Regions from separate parts of the Mus musculus genome. Here region 1 is linked to region 2. The links are chromatin contacts, called in public HiChIP or PLAC-seq maps. All regions are on one chromosome and are shown on one strand. The core of a region is the stretch at or near the end of the contact, and the rest is flanking DNA. Distances in the headings are between cores, read along the strand shown. Region 1 holds the start of Coasy (Coenzyme A synthase). Region 2 holds the start of Med24 (mediator complex subunit 24).

The links. HiChIP or PLAC-seq counts read pairs in DNA pulled down with a chosen protein or histone mark.
Region 1: an H3K4me3 HiChIP or PLAC-seq map of embryonic forebrain shows a contact between it and region 2, with 8 times the contacts expected there. The contact joins the promoter of Coasy here to the promoter of Med24 in region 2. A contact is called at or near these places in 2 of 39 promoter capture datasets (liver and neutrophils) and 1 of 115 datasets of contacts at active chromatin or transcription factors (embryonic forebrain).

What each region holds. Positions count from the first base shown.
Region 1 is chr11:101,081,243-101,085,034 of GRCm38.p6, reverse strand. It overlaps Coasy (Coenzyme A synthase), which reads right to left and starts at 2,470. Exons shown (of 10, transcript NM_001305982.1): 1 at 2,345-2,470; 2 at 1,329-2,036; 3 at 505-719; 4 at 149-280; 5 at 1-27. The coding sequence starts at 2,025.
Region 2 is chr11:98,727,428-98,730,960 of GRCm38.p6, reverse strand. It overlaps Med24 (mediator complex subunit 24), which reads left to right and starts at 1,542. Exons shown (of 26, transcript NM_011869.3): 1 at 1,542-1,589; 2 at 1,974-2,176; 3 at 2,264-2,346. The coding sequence starts at 2,047.

The DNA.
Region 1 (3,792 bases), core at 1,221-3,720, 2.4 Mb before region 2:
GAGACCTGACGGGAGCTCCGGCCTCTCCTAAAGACAGGTAAGAGGGAACCTCAGTGACCAGGGAGTTCAAAAGCCCAGCTTCCAGTGGAGGGCCTGTTTCTATCCTTCAGCATCTTACCACGCCCAACCAGCGAGGAGGAAGGCTTACATTTGGAGGCTGAAGCAGGTTTCCCAGGATTCGCTGGCGAAAGCTGGAGGAGCTGACCTTGTCCTCCTCATTTTCATTGTGACTCTGGTCCTTCAGCAGTTGTATCTGGTACAAAGCAAGTTCTTCTTTGCCCTGAGGTAAAGGGAGGAGGAGGAGGAGGAGGAAAGGAGTAAGAGCTAGGAGAAGGCATCTGGAGCCCCAGTCTCTCTACCTACCCCTCGCCTCCACAGACAAGTTCCTGAACTTGACAAGACAAGTTCTTCCACCCTGAACCCTCCCTTCCCTGCTCTGGGACCACAGCACTTCTCACGGGCCTCCCCCTCCCAGCCCCTCTGCCAGGCTCCTTCGGGAGTTACATTCTCAAGGCGGAAGCGGTTGACAGCCATCCCCCCACGGTAGGTCTCCTCGCTGACCACCAGGAACTCCAAGGTGGGGTCGGACCCAGCAGGCCCATAGGGATCCAGCAGGGGGACGAGTTCAAAGGTCAGGGAGGGCTTGATGTCCACCAGGAACTCAGTCAGATGCTCCACGCGCTCTGCATACGGCTGGAGCAGCTCGGGGAGCAACTTGCCTGAGGAAGGAGCGAGGAACGGTGAGATCTTTCCCCATTTGGGGAAGAGTGTCCCATAGCACTGAAATCCTCCCAAGCAGTGGCAGCAAGAAAGGGTGAGACAGGGACAGGTTTGGGGGTACAGAAGGGAAAACAAGCATCAGTCACTTTGAGAGCTGACGTGTACTCCAAGAACAAGTTAAGAAATGCCTACAGAGCAGCAGGACCAATAGGTATCAGTTGGTGGAGAACCCCCAAGAACTACTATATTCTTAGAGTCCCCTCACTGTTGATGGCAGTACTGGGTCACCCCCAATCATCTCCTATCCATTTATCTTCAGCGTTTCAAACCTCCGAGCCGATCACTTGGACAACCATGAAGTGCAGAGTCCTTGGTTCCCATTTGGGAAGTTCTGACTTCAGTTAAAAAGTGACTGAACCCCAGACTAAAGATACCACATGTATTCATTTAACAAACAAACGTCCCTTAGCAATAACAGAGTGTCAGACATTGTGGCATTTTGGAAGGTTGAGAAGTGGCCCTACCCTTCCTTGATCTTGGCATTGGGGAAGAACAAGAAAATGTGAAGGCTGCCTTCCATTGCCCTAGTCCAGGGTCCCTTCACTCACTCTTCAACAGATCTTTGTCAGCTACTCCCACCACAAGCTGCTCCTGGGCCAGTACACATGCAACACTGAGCAACACTTTGTGGGCATTGTGCAAGCGGTCAAAAGTGCCACCCACGGCCCCACGGTGGTAGCCACGCACAGGCTGCCTTGGAGATCTGGCAACCGGGGAAGCCGGCCTTATAGTAGAGGGTAAGAGGGCATTCGGGGGCTCCAAAGGCAGCTCTCCAGTTCCATAATCCGGATACAGCAACACAGAAGCCAGCTGTGGAGAACAGCTGTAACAACTGGTGGCATAACGCTCTAGCTGTTGTTTAACAGGGTTGTACTGGCTCCCGTCCAGGGTCTGGAAGTCCGTCAGAACCACTTCTGGAGGGTGGGCCAGATTCTGGACTGAGGACAGCACAGGGAGAAAGGTGCTCTTGGTTTGGATATTGGTCAGTAGAATTCTGACGTCCAGGTGCCTGTGCAGGTCGGCACCAGTGTAGAGGTGCGTGATGAAATCCAGAACCTCAAATGTGGCCTGCACAGGGCTGGCCTGAGGCTGAGCGGGTCCCCCCAGGTTCATGCCCGGCTGCAGGTGCACATAGAGGGTGTGATTCACCAGGCGGGACGCCGAGGTCAGGATGGGAGGCAGGCGTGCGGCCAGGGTGGCCAGCGGCGTTGTCAGCACCAGGAGGCCTGAGCGGAACACGGCCATGCTCTCCAGGCCTGCAGACAGTCAGGGAGACGAAGCGAGAATGACTAGGCAGGCTGAGGCCGAGGCCTGTAGGGGAACTCGGACTCAAGAGGGACCTGGAGCAGGGCAGGGGAGCGTTCGCTGATAGAAACCGGAATCCTGGCAGGGGGAACCCGCCAGGAACCCCTGAGTCATGGGACTGGGGCTTCAGGAATCCCAGCCCCTCTTGTTAGGCTGAACCGGCCATCTGCGAAGACTCGGAGGCGAGGGACTAGAGGGGACGCTGTGGCTCGGGCTGCTTCCCTACTCAGTGAGTTCTTGGGATTCTGCTTCTACTTACACCGCCGTGGAGGCGTCCTAGGCTGCAGCCCGGAAGCACTACCCACCAGCCTCAAAGCGTGGAGCTACGGGAACTCAGAGCAATCAAACAAAGCATCGCCGAGAGACTCCTGGGGCGGGGCGAGGCGGGGCGGGGCGGGGCGGGGCCGAGGGCAGAGGCTTCCGGGCTGAGCGAAACCCTGGCACCGAATCCACTTAGACGAAGCGAGCAGAGAGAGCTGCAAAGCCCTTTTCGCGGATTCCCAGTGTTGTTTGCTTCTTCCAGTTTGCCAGGAGGAGGTGGCAAAGCCAGGATCGGGAACAGTCGGATCGCTTTGCTGTGCTTGTTCTGAGCCAATGTTCCCAGCGATGCTACTAGATATCTCTACCCACATCCCCATTTCACACACAGGAAATTGGTTTTCTGAGTGTTTTGGGACACCTAGAGGCGAAGTCTGGTGCCTTCTATAGAATTCTTTGCGCGTCGTCTAACCCCGTGCTTAGGTTTGCAAGGATAGTTCATTAGCGCTTCGGGGATATCTGGCCCCGGGGTGGGGGAAAAGGAAGAAGACCTAGAGGTCCGGATTCGCGGAGAAGTTAGTGAGGACTGGAGAGTTAATAAATTTGGTAGTGGCGGACGTGAAGGGAAAGCCAGACGCCCATCAGAAAATATCTCAAATCCACGGAGATAGCGGAAAAAGGAAGCAAACTAGCCTCTAGATTCCTGTAAAGGGCCGAGCGCTGATGTGCGATCCCAGAACCATCGCTGCAAATTTGAGATCAGCCTGAATTATCTAGCAAGGCCCTGGACTGGGAAGGGCGGGAGTGCTGCAGCCAGACAGGAGGAGAGGAGACTCTTGTGCTGTGGTCCAGAAATCTGGCCTTGTAAAGTAACTAATTTGTTAAGGAATCAAGATTCTTGCAGGAGACAGTTCAAACTGGATTTTAGAGAGGCGTTTAAGGGAATCAAAACATGTGTTAGTCTTACATTTGGCACAGTTACATTTTGTATTTGTTTGTTTGTTTGTTTTGAAACAGAATCTTACCGTGTAGCCCACACAGTGTTGCTTTTAGTCAATGAGTGTCTATTTAGTGAACTGTTCTAGGTAAAAAGGAGAGAACAGAGAACAAAGTTCCCTGAAGTAGATGCGTGAAGGGGTTGGGATGGTGTCAATACATAATAAGTCCACAGTACATCTGGTGGTGATCAGACAGTAAAGAAGATTTATCAGATGGAAAGACCCAGGCTGGAGTGCAAGGGTTACTTTTTCAGGTTGGGTAGCTCAGGAAAACAGCAAAGACCTGACAAATCAATACAATCACAGACCAGGGAAAGTGAACCAGTTAAAAGACGGCAAGTGTAGGCACTGGTGACCCACACCTTTGATCTCAGCACTGGGGAGACAGAGGCAGGCAGAATCTGAGGCCAGCCTGGTCTACAGTTTCAGTTCTAGGACAGCCAGGGCTACA
Region 2 (3,533 bases), core at 293-2,792:
AGATTTGGCTCCACATTCTTGGCAGCTATTTTGTATAAATACCATTCTCGAATAGTATCCCCTGGGAAGGCACAAAAGAGCAGAATAAAAATGGGTGTGTGTGTGTAGAGAGAGATGGAGGAAGACCATAGGCAGTACCCATCTTAGAAGGATGTGATTTGGCCGTACTCCAGCTATACTCTCCCTGTTCATAGCGTGCTCCAGGTACCCAGGATCCTATTAGTCTCCTACATGTCTACAAGGCCAGTTTTAGAGCCCATGTGGACTGTTTTCTCAATATTTATCCTGATTCTCAGTCAAAAGGTAGCTCAGGGAGGGGGCTGTAGTTCAGTGTAGAGTGCTTTCATAGCTGTACAAAGAGGAATGTGGGACAGAAGAGGAATGGGTTGGGGAATATAGACAGAATTTGAAGAAACAGGCTGACCTATCTCCTTGGGATATGAGATTGGGAGCCAAGAAAAAGAGGGGTGATAAAGCTCTGCCTCCAAATGTGCAGAATGGTCTTAGCCACAATACCACATTTGATCCCGAGGCCTTCTTTTTTTTTTTTTTTTTTAGATTTATTTATTATTATATGTAAGGACACTGTAGCTGTCTTCAGACACTCCAGAAGAGGGAGTCAGATCTCATTACGGATGGTTGTGAGCCACCATGTGGTTGCTGGGATTTGAACTTCGGACCTTCGGAAGAGCAGTCGGGTGCTCTTACCCACTGAGCCATCTCACCAGCCCCCGAGGCCTTCTTAAACAGTTTTTGAGACACCCAATAATCTTAACCCATATTTCCTCTGTTTTGTTTGTTTGTTTGTTTTGTTTCTTTGTTTTTGTTTTTGTGTTTTGTGTTTTTTAGACAGAGTTTCTCTGTGTAGTCCTCCTGGCTGTCCTGGAACTCACTCTGTAGACCAGGCTTAAACTCAGAGACCCAGCTGCCTCTGCCTTCTGAGTGCTGGCACTAAGGGCGTGGTGCCATGCTCAGCTTCTGTTTTCTCCTTATTTCCTTTTGTATCCAAACAGTATTCAGGATCAGTGAATTCTGGGAGAATTGTCAGATTTGGGGTTAAAATGATGGTATGTGTGCTGCTACCCACACTTCAGTGTCTCTTTTGGAATAGAAATATGAAAATGAGAGCTCTAGTGCCTACAGGGGCTTTCGAGAACAAAGGCCAAAACCCAAATAGAAGCCAGGTTAGAAGCCAAAACAGAAGCCAGGCTAGAATTCACTGTTATGCCTCGTTTCTGGGAAATAGCCACAGTATCAGAATGATTGAAGGTAGGGATAGATGGCAACATCACTGGGAGACAGAGAGTTGGTTTCTCCATAGACCCTGAGACTCTGGGTACCAGCGTACCTCAGCTCTTCGGATTATCTCAGATAAAAACCACCAGAACCAATTAGATTAATCCTTCTGCCTGTTTGGCAGCTTAGACAAGTCTTAGACAAAGAACTACAATTCCCAGAAGGTATTGTGGCAGGACTCGCCTCTTGCTACGTTTCTATTGGTTGGTGTGTGTTGCCGCCGGCCAATGGTAAATGATTTCCTTAGTAGGTGTCAAGATGGCGCTGCCTACGATGTACAACCGGTTTGTATGGTAGGCTTAAATTTGGGGAGATGGTAGATGTAGGAAAAGAAGGAATTACAACTTCAGGGCCGAGGAAGGTAGAGGCAATGGGGAGAGGGTAGATCTGGGTTTGGGGTGGAAGTGGTGAGGAACGCAGCTAGAGCGAAGGGCATAATTAGACAACCGGAGCGGGCTTAACCCTTTCCTGCTCGCTTCAGGGCTTTGTTGACACTTTCTGTCCCAATTCGAGAAACGGTTGTTCAGAAACCGAGAAGGTGACAGAGCCGCTAACTTGACGCCTTCTACTCTGCCTAGTTTTTTTCCTCTCTGTTTATTTTTCTGTTTGTTTGTTTGTTTTGCTTAAACCTTCTCGAATTTCCGTTCTATTTATGTCTCCCTTGTTCTTTCCCTCAGAACTCCAGTTCTCATCTGGCTCCGTTTTTAAACTCCCACCTTGTCACTCATCTCGCCTCCTTGGAGTGACATCATGAAGGTGGTGAACCTGAAGCAGGCCATTTTGCAAGCCTGGAAAGAGCGATGGAGTGACTACCAATGGGCAATCAACATGAAAAAATTCTTCCCCAAAGGAGCCACCTGGGACATTCTCAACCTAGCAGGTCTCAAGTAAAATGGGCAAAGAAGGATGGGAGGGGTGTCCTCAGAAAAGCTGTAAACACTCAGCCTTACTTTAATTTTCCTTGCAGAAGCGCTCCTGGAGCAGGCTATGATTGGGCCTTCCCCCAATCCTCTGATCCTGTCGTACCTGAAGTACGCCATTAGTTCCCAGGTAAAGATTCCCGACTCTTGGCTTTTGGAGGTGAAACACCTGGAGAACTGACAGTTGTCCATTTAGGCTTAATTTATTGCAAAAATAACACTCCATTTGTTGTAATGAATGAATATTACATTTATTTACTCTCTCCATATACATTTACAAGTAAAACTTAAAAAAAAAACTACATGTACTTATGGGCGGGGAGGGCATGCACATCGCAGAATGCTTGTGGAGGTAAGATACTTTTGTAGCCAGGCGTGGTGGCACACGCCTTTAATCCCAGCACTGGGGAGGCAGGTGCAGGCGGATTTCTGAGTTCGAGGCCAACCTGGTCTACAACGTGAGTTCCAGGACAGCCAGGACTATACAGAGAAATCCTGTCTGGAAAAACCAAAAAAAAAACAAAAACGATACTTTTGTAGAGTTTGTAGAGTTCTTCCCACCTTTCTGGGGATTTGAACTCATATTAGCACGCCAAACACCTTCACCTGCTGAGCCTCTTTGCCAGATCCTTGTTTCTGTTTTTGAGACAGTGTTTTATGTAGCCCAGAATGGACTTGAATTCCTGATTTTTCTGCTACCGCCTCCCACAATTGATTTGGGGGTGGGTGGGTGTTGATAATCAAACCTAGGACCTGCAGATGCTAGGCAAGTGTTCTACCTTTGAGCTATTATAATCCCTCTCTGGGTGTTTGCAAATGTTAATGTTTGTCACACAATGGTAAGTCCTGGGGATTTGATCCCAGTACACAAGGGAAGTTGAAGGCAATGCAGACTATCGCTAATCGTTGAGCGATGGGGTTTATGGTATGATTAGGGCAGAGTATAGAAATGAAGAGAGGATATGGAAGTGATGCCTAGTCCTGCCTGAGCAATCACAGAAGGCTTTCTAAAGGAAGTGATGTTTAAACCAAGGTCTCTATGGTGAGTAGAAGTTAGCCACACAGATGAATGAGAATGAAGAGCAGAGAGAGGAAATTATAATTCTACACAGGCTGGGCTGGACAAATTATAAGTTATCCACTACTGAAAGTGAGGGCTGCAGATACAGTTCATTGGTAAAGTGTTTGCTTAGCAGGGACAAGGCCCTGGATTTGATCCCCGGCACCACAAAAAACCTGAAGGATATTTGGCATTGGTGCAACAGAGCTGAACACTACCCAGCACTTCTGTTTATTATATCACATATGTGATATCAT